Linked DNA regions of Anser cygnoides: region 1 is linked to region 2. The links are chromatin contacts, called in public Hi-C maps. All regions are on one chromosome and are shown on one strand. Each heading gives the region's core, a stretch centred on a gene start, on an enhancer-like site or on the middle of the called end of the contact. The rest is flanking DNA. Distances are from core to core; before and after follow the strand shown.

Evidence for each region. Hi-C and Micro-C count contacts between places; a contact is called where the count stands out from the background.
Region 1: a contact with region 2 is called in a Hi-C map of liver, with 2.1 times the contacts expected there. The contact joins two enhancer-like sites. A contact is called at or near these places in 2 of 7 Hi-C or Micro-C datasets (both in liver).

The regions. Positions count from the first base shown.
Region 1 is chr2:45,165,187-45,169,765 of Taihu_goose_T2T_genome, forward strand. EAF1 (ELL associated factor 1) reads right to left here. Exons shown (of 6, transcript XM_048077996.2): 6 at 2,276-4,019. The coding sequence ends at 3,973. Among named protein-coding and RNA genes, the nearest start is that of MTURN, 8.8 kb to the left of the region's middle. Within about 2 kb of position 2,370, at least 1 of the 3 cell types and tissues checked has open chromatin away from gene starts, as enhancers often do. A contact at or near this core is called in liver, where this site is marked.
Region 2 is chr2:45,037,726-45,042,476 of Taihu_goose_T2T_genome, forward strand. It overlaps ZNRF2 (zinc and ring finger 2), which reads right to left. Exons shown (of 5, transcript XM_048077988.2): 4 at 2,927-3,004; 5 at 1-1,740. The coding sequence ends at 2,947. Among named protein-coding and RNA genes, the nearest start is that of NOD1, 38 kb to the left of the region's middle. Within about 2 kb of position 1,861, at least 1 of the 3 cell types and tissues checked has open chromatin away from gene starts, as enhancers often do. A contact at or near this core is called in liver, where this site is marked.

The sequences.
Region 1 (4,579 bases), core at 1,120-3,619, 130 kb after region 2:
ACGGATTGTTGAACTTCATTTTTATTCAGATAAGTGGACTTTGAAGGAGAGGGGAAAAAAAAAGTTTATAAAGCTTTGCAGAGCAAACTAATTTTATACATAACTACAAACAGGCATATGGTCAGTCTGTGATAAAGCAAACTGCGCAAATCAACCCGGGCAAAATACCTTCAGAATAGGTATATCACTCATTAGTGAAGCTTGGAGCTATTCCGAGCAACGCTCAACAAAACTGACCTTCTCCCATCAGCCTGCCTCCTCAACAAAATTGGCACAGCCGAGACTTGTGATGGCAGGGGGATGCTCTGGTGGAACAAGCAAGAGTGATGTTGCATGTCCTATCAAATTCATGGCTCTCAGCTGGGGCCTGGGACACGTTTTGCCCAGAGTTCAGCTGCAGGGACAGCAGCTGTGCCTGCTGGGCTGGGCAGCTTGGCCCTCAGGGGGACAAGGGCAGGTGGAAGCCTTTCTGTCCATGACTCAGGCTTCAAACATGAGGTTGGATGCTGGTGCAATCATATTTTAGGGCACCTGAGATGGATGAGATGAGTGAAGTTGTCCCCTTGTAAGCTCAACTTTTATATTAAAAAAAAATAGTAACTATGTTGTAAATTATGACAATCTAATTGAACCACTTTAAGTCATTATTGACTATTAATACAAAAGCAATTGTAATTATGGGAGAAATCATAAGCAGGCCGTGTTTGCTGGTGGAGCTTTAAGGCAAGTCAAACCACTGCACTGGATGAAGTCACTGAAGAAGAAACCATCACAAACCGAAGCTGTCCTGAACCACTAACCTCACCGCAGCCAGCAGGCAGCTTTCCCTTGAATGTGAAATATTTACTTAGTTCCAGTTCATTCTGATAATTGCATTCCATATGCACTGTTTATTCCCATTTAAACTAATTGGCATATAAAAAGTGTTCCTACTTTGTGTGTAAAAAAATTAGCCTAAGGTGGTTAAGATCAGCTAGCACTAAAATCCTGCAGGAGTAGAAGGTACCAGAAACTCAGGAACACTTAATTTCATTAAGAGGTTTTATCAAAACATATTTTAGTCAACTTATTTCTCCAGCACATTAAAGATACTGCCAGTCAACTAATTAAAAGAATTCTAAATAACTGCTTTTCTGCAAGTTATTTCAATTCCCATTTCCATCTGAATAGAACTTGCTGCAAATCATGAACAACAAAGAAGTAATATTTATAATTTCTCAGCATACAAAACATCGAATTTCAGGAGCCCCCAGTCAAAACTTCAGGCTGGCAATGGCTTTACCACACACATACATTTGTTAAAAAAAAAACAGAATGGAGAGGCAGCCAGACTTTGTGACTCTGCGAGTTGCCTACTGGTCTCCACGTGGCTGACCTTCACCAAACATGCACCACGTACCTGCGAGAAGGGCAGAGATCCCAGAAAGCTTCTCAGGGAGGATGCCAAGAGCCACTCGTGCCACAGCGGCAAGGAGGGGACGGGCTGTTCACACACAGGGACTGGCTTGCTTATGCCCACGAGCAGGCTGCAGGACACCACGTTACTCACCAGCCCCATGCCAGAGCCTGGGTGAGCAACACGTGGCTGAAGAGCTCACAAACCAGAGGTTGGCCAACCCTGACACGACGCCTCTCCAGGGGGCACAAAGGATGACCAAATGTCCTTCAGAAGCGATATGCAATCCCATGAAAGTTGGTTCATTTGGTCACCAACAGATGTGGAAGGGAAGAAATCTTTTAGGGGGGGATAGCAGGGAAAACATGACCTCAGTACAAACAAGGCAGAAACTTACTGTGTGAACAAAGCTTGCCCACTTGCTGATTTAAACCATAATTCACATGGTGATTCGAATGAACGTAGCCTGGTGTTGTCTTATCCTCTTAAGAATATTCCGTATATTTTATTTACGCAGAATTAGTAAACTTCCTATGACTTGTCCTGGCATTCAGAATGCATGTGAAGCCAGTGAAGGAAGCAATGAAAACATTACACTGCTGCTTTTCCATTTAAGCTCAAGTAATAATGTCAGCAGAACTCAGCAATAAGCTTCAGTAATGGGGAAATGGTAACAGAAATGCCTCCCTACTCATTCAAATCTTAAACTGGGAAGCCAGGAGCAGTAGTAGCATTAATTAGACTGCCAACTACCATGCACATCTCCTGCACTGAAGTGTAAAATCCCAGAGTGGTACAAGCTTGTTAGAGCACAGCACTTTCACTCTCAGAGAAGGAATGGGGAAAAAAAACAACGCAAACAACAACAAAAACACAAAAAGAGATCAATTGTGGCTTTACATCAAGTATATTTCATAATTGTATGTTAAAATATGTACCCACATCATAAAACACTTTAAAAAAAGAAGTATTTTTAAATGTATGTACAATAATGCAAAAATATGCCTAAATATGTATCGAATGCAAAAAAAATAAACCATTTAATAAAATCTCCCTTCCAATGTCCCCCTGCTCTTCAATACCTTAAAAAAATGAAAGTTTCCTGTTTCTTTTCCTCATTAAAGAAACAGGAGCTAAAACACAAATGATCAGACGGACAAAAGCAGTGCAAAGCAGACACTTAAGAATGGAGAGGCATCCAATTCAGCTTCATGTCCCCCCGGATTACACCACAACTGTGGTGTCACTTGGCCTATGTCACTTAATTTGGGGTTTAAAAAGTCAGCCTTGTGTTCAACCTTAAGAGGCTGCCTGTGGCACTCATTTTCCATTGGAGCAAAAAAAATAAGTTAACGATAATCCAGCTAAGCACCCTTTAAACCCCCTTAAACAGGGGTGAATTTCATCGTAGGCAAATATTTCTTGTTCTGTGTCATCCTGCCAAGCACGGAGATCACATCCAACAAACGATACGGACTAAAGTCTACCTGGACAACTGTGGTGGGAGAGAGACTTCTGCTGTTACACAGTTGCTTAGTCATCTCTTCTTTCTGCATCCTTTAGGAAACTGCAAACAAGGCTCTGGTCCTACAATTTCATTAAGTCCAATATCCTGTATTTGTGACCTTGCAATTTCACTGGCAATCAGGCTCCTAAGATTTCTGAAGATCTAGGTCTGAAGGTCTGGATTAAATGAGATGCTTCAGTTGCATAAGAAAATGCCGATCTGGTTCCTGTTCGGTGTGTTCAGGTGACTGATGTAGATCCTTTATCTTACTGGAGTAACTGCCCTCAGAGTACAGTTCGCCCGTATAACTGTTTCGCCGTAACTGAAATATAGCTCTTCTCTGAGAAAGCAATCTGAAGGGGTTTCAGTATTGCTCCCCTTACAAAAGATGGCAGGAATTGAAGCTCTGTTTCAAAAAACTGCTTATAAGGCACTGGTGCAGCAAGGTTTGTGACAAACATGGTTTTATGATTTTTCCTTTCCAACTGTTTAAAAGCATGTCCATTAAATCAATCATAAATAGCAATAAAAACACATTAGAAAAGTCCCAAATCAAATAAATCAACTTAGTGTTGAAACTTAATTTATAACAGTCCCACTTCAGTGCACACTCTAGCTCCTGCATTATTATTATTATTTTTTTAAATCTCACTGTTGGCTCATGCTCACCCTATATACAACCCCCTCGCCCCCCTCCCCCCTCCCTGAAGACACACTGGGCTGATTATCTTCTGAATATCTTCTACAAACAAGAAATTTTTAGATGACATGATGAAGTTACACATTAAAGCTTACAGATAATGAACAGACTGGAACATAGCGCCATGTATTGGCTTACCTACTGTACATACCTATTTAAAGCTTTTAAAGAATAAGAATATGGACAAAATATACACTTGATTCACAAAGTAAAACAGACCTCGACATCCCATATTTTGCAGCGTTATACATTCCTTCTACTAAAATTCCACGCGTGGAACTATTCCTGTGCCAGATCCTCTTTGTAAGCAATTTGATCACTTCAAGGTAAATTAGTTCTTCCATGTATAAAACAGCAAAAGTTCAGCCCCTAGTCATCACTGTCGCTCCCAGACTCACTTAACTGCAAGTCGTTTCCTTTGGAAAACAAAAAAACAACAAAACACAAGAAGCAGGTAGGCGTTAATTCACATTTCACTGCAATGAAACCAAAGAACAGTCGCATGTACGCTGGAAGATTTAAGAAGAACACAAGAACTGAATGCGTCACCTCAGTCTAATGGAATTGCTCTCCATGCCCAAGAGCACCAAGAGCTGGCCTGATCCAGGCCAGACGGAGCCTCCTTGGCTCCACAGTCACTGAGGCTGCTGCCTGTGGGAGGGCAACACTCCCCTTGCTAACAGCTGCAGGAGGAGTTCACAGCCTCCACCCGGCCAAGCTCCTGTGCATGGCTCCAGGATGAGGCACTGGGGAATTCCCTGGCTTTCTTGACCCTATTAAAATAGATTTCTGTTGTTGTTGTTGTTTTAAGGAGGATTGGGTAGCCAAGGCAAGGCCTCCACGTGTCAATAAGGCAGCAGGAATGTTAAAGCTATTGCAACTCAAGGCTGCTGGCTGAACTGAGTTGGCACAGGGTGAGAAGGTAAAGAAAGGCCAAGGGCACCCCTCCAAAGTGCAGAGAGGACTGGATGTGGAC
Region 2 (4,751 bases), core at 611-3,110:
TTTGGACTCCTTTAGATTTGCAGCATAACAATGGCATTTTACAGTGCAACATTTGGGGAAAACTGTTACCCAGGAAAGAACTGCTCTGCAAGCAAGACAGGAGAGTCTAGTAACATGCACTGCACTTGTTCTCCTGGATAGCAGCAGTTGCTCCTGCTCTTTGCCCCTTTTGATATGAATCACAGTAGCAACAGAGAGAAATATGTATTTAAACAAAAGAAGAACAGCAGAATTATGTATGTACAAGAAAAATGTTTGAAGTGTGCAAATTTATTTTCGCTACTGAAACCCACTAAAACTGCTGTCAGGAATAAATATTCATAAACTCTTCCCTGTACTGTGAAATTCAGATACTACTAGGATTAATTCTTGATATAAAAAGTACTCTTCTAAGCCCTGATATCTGTTCCAGTTTTTTGTCTTTTTTTTTTTTTTCTTTTTTTGAACTGTAATACCTTATGGGAACTAATACTTAACCACAGTTTTACTTGGTGTACCCCCCAGAGACAACCGGTGTTTCATGGAGCCCTGGTTATACTAATATAATACAGTAAAATAATAATAAATTAAACAAATGCAGGTGCCTTTAAAAAAAGAACGAAAAACCACACTGTCAAATGCTAGCCTCCACATGAAGAGACCAATGATTTAGATGCAAAGTACTACAAATCCTGCCATCAGATAAAACATTCAAACAAGGAAACAAAGAAAAACTTGCACATACGTGTTTTAAAAATTAAACACAATTCCCACCTTGATGTTATCTCACCCATGCCTATTAAAAAAAAAAAAACACTCTTGCTGTGCCCACATTTGTAGTTATTCATTTCCACCTCAGGAGGCAGCCTGGAGATGAGAGTAGTACAATAAAATAATTACCTGAAACATTTTTAAAAAAATACCCGTTAAACAAATTACCTTAACTGGCAGCACTTAAAATTGGTAATTCTTCTTTTTTCCTATTTAAAAAAAAAGTTGCATAGCTGTAAGATTTTGCTTTGCTGCATTTTTTTTTGTTTTGTTTTTACTCACAAGCAGTAAAAGAGAAGTTTTAGTTACTTAAATAGCAATACAATGTGCAGATTTCAACAATCCCTATAGCTTGATCAATATAAATTAGTTACCTGTCCCAGTTTTACTCTTTGGACTGCATTGTGACAAAGGTTTAGTTACAAAATTTTGAAATATAGTATTCCTATGCAGAGAAGTTTGTTTTCTGTTCTTGTAAAAGTGAAGAACATAAAACAGGGTGTGAATTCAGTAAATAAGGTCACACTGTTAGATTACATTTAATTTGCCATTTACTCTTCTTCAGCCAACGAGAAGGTGAAAACGTCCCCATTTAAAAATGGGGCCACCCTCCTGCAAGGGTCTCAGATAGCACGTATCGAACGTCTCGGCTTCCACTTGAGGCAGCAGGAAACGTGTCCAATAACCCGCTTCTTCACAGAACCAGAAGTTAGGCTGAAATTAGGAACTTTGGCCTTCGATACAAAAGAGTGTCAATAATGTCTGTGGGGAGTAGATTGTTACAGAATGTGCAGCATTTTCAAAATCCCTGTGTGTCCTTTGCATGAGTGTTTGGTATACTGAGCACTACTGGTGTCCGCAATGCTTTTTCCATGTCACTGTCCATCTCTGCCTTTTTCAGCCACAAAGAACAGTTAAGTCTCAAGCCAGGCACGCTGTGTTCAGCAAGGGAACCGCAGATCTCCTATGTTTTCTGATCAGTGGAAGCAGCTGTTGAAAAAGCAGAAGACAAAGTGTCAGCATTTCAGCTACTTCAATATATAATACACAGAAACAGCATGAACACAAACACTGCGTTTTCCTTCCCCTTTTTCCTAAAACCCCCAATTATCACCATCTCTGCTGTGAAAAAACAAGGGTTTAACAGGAGACTACACATCCATGAACATTTGAAGAGACAAACGTGCTCATAAGCGGCATGTGGGCTTCTTTCACCATTCATTTGTTGGGTGCAGCGCAGGAAATGTGTTTATCAATTTCAGCTAACATAGGTCCTGAGGTTAAAGTAATCATCCCTGTAGCAGGATATCTTCCCTCATGTTTTCTCTGCCAGCCCTTCAACAATCATACCACTGCAATGTGACCTGCAACACAGACTCGTGAAGCAAGGTGAAACAAGTGAACAGATAAATGCCAGCAATGAGGTCTTCAGACTTTTTTTTCCCCTAAATCTCTAGCAGAACAACAAAAACAAACCTTAACTTGCCGACCAGAATTTCAGATATCCATTCCTTTAAGAATTGTGATGTGTGTCGGTGTTTTGCAATGCTTGGGGGCAATAGTTTAATGCAAGATAAAGATTTAGAACTAGTCAACTGAAAGAATAAACCTATCCTTTAAACCTTTGACACTGATTACAGATCTGAAATGATTAACACCAAACATAAGCTGGAAAAATGTGAACCTCTGTGGGATGGGATAGATGGGAACATGTTAACTTTAAAAAAACAACAAAAAAAACATTCTGGAATGCATTAAAATGAAAGTGGTTTTGAAAATACCTAATTTCAACTTTTTTTTTCTTTTATGATTCCAAAAGCTTTCTGTCAGAAATAAATGCCAGTACTTGTGGAACAATCCAAAATTAAATGATTGTATTATTTTGATCTTGTTTCTTTTCCACAGAAAAAGTACTCTTTAAAAGTTAATGCTAAAACTTCACTGGCACTGACTTGCCACTTTCCAGTACTAAAAACGAAATACACCATTTCAGACTACACCACATAAGGATGCAGAAACCTTTTACATATTGTAATATACGTCATTACTTACTGATTAACCTTGCTGTTCTGAGACACAGTAGCAAATTCACAAATTAAGAAAATAGCATCGAGAGTTATTTCAGATAATCAAAATATTTGTTGTTGAAATGTACATGTCTGAAAAGAAATATTACCTAAAAACATGAATCTTCTCTTAATCTGATGGATGCTCAGGGCAAGATCTATTTACTTCAAACCATTCATCTATGCAGCTGTTGGATGCAAGACAAAAATGAAAACGATTGACATGAAAATCCCAGTAACAGCAGTAAGAAATGCATATAAATAGGTATTTCATAATTTCCACAAATAGTTGGATTTTATATTAACAAAGAATTACATGTATCTACACAAATCCACGTACACATTCAACATCTTCATATATTCACAAACAAAGAATATATTTCAACATTCCTTGAAAACATAATAACCCAAAACCACAGCTGTATTTGGATATTAAACACTGCTGAACAGCTAAATATCTTAAGTGTTAAAATCTGCTAGGGAAGTATTTTACCAACTACTTAGCCAGCTGTCCAAAACTTTATTTTTCAATTCTCCAAATTTCCCAAACATTTTGGATTTGGCAACTAAAATAAGAAACTCTTTAGATTTAACTGCAAACCCAACTTTCTTTTATCTATCTAATTATTTATTTTTGGGGAAACGTACATTTCCTTTTGAAATTATGAATTTGATGTCCAGAATTGCATTGACAAAACATTTGAGCAAGCATTTGTGACTTATCCTGCAGAGGATGCCTATGGCTAGAAGGTCTCTGGCGAGGTGCCCACCTCATGGCAGGACTCCTCTGGGCCCAGAATGGGTCGCACTGTTCACGCTCAGCCCAGGCTAACGGTGCCACGGGTGGCTGGTTCTCTTCTCCCCGGAACAGACAGGGCAATGCTGCTGGGCTGTTTGTGTTGGCCCAGCAGCCAAACCACCCTGTGTGCAGTAGGGAGTTCGTGTGTTCCCATGGCAAGTGGGTGAAGGTCAGCAGGGCAGGAGGTGTCAGACCTCCTGCTGCACCTTCCCTGGGGTCGCTGCCAGCTTTGTGTGTCAGGTGGTGCACGCAGAGATGAGGGGAAGCCCAAAGTGAATGTTGCATGCCACAACTGGTAAAGCTGTGACCAGGCTGCTTTCTGAGGCCAGCTTCAGGAGCTGGCAGATGGTCAGGGATCCAGCTGGACAGACCACTGCAGGTACTTCCTTGCCTGAAACCCACAGAAAACCATGGGGAGCAGAAGAGTGTCTGGGATCACAGTGAGTCACTGACGTGTCCCGTGGGACTATCTGGAAATGGATATCCAGCCTCAACCTCTTGCTTCTTTCTGAAACACATACATGGCTCAGATGATGGCTTGTGGGCTTCCATCAGTCAGACATCGGGATGGGTTGCCCAGGGAGGTGGTGGAGACACCATCCCTGGGGGTGTTAAAGGAAAGGCTGGACGTGGTGCTTAGGGACATCGTTTAGTAGGTGACACTGGTGGTAGGGGGATGGTTGGACCAGGTGATCTTGTAGGTCTTTTCCAACCTTAATGATTCTAAGGATATTGTCTTACATCATTCATTGACATCTTACTTGCTGTAGTTACAGACATTTGTGAAAATAAGTACGAAACAGGCTTAAAATGTGCTCCCTCTCCCGCCTTCTAGCATTTAACAAAACTGTTATAACATAAACACACACAACCTAAGCTAAACAGCTATGATGTGCACTCCTTCCTCACACAGGTGATTTCACCTTATTTCTTTTTTCCTGTGGACTTTTCATGAAAGTGACAGAAGACTACAGTAGGAGAAGATGACTTCAAATACACTGGTGGAAATTACACTAGGGGAAATGCAGAAAGATGGTATTTAAAATTCATCTTTAGGGTTGTTACTGTTCATTTTTTGTTTGTTTGAAGTGTAAAAGGCAATTAGGTTTTAGTGAAGTTACCCCATAAATGCAACC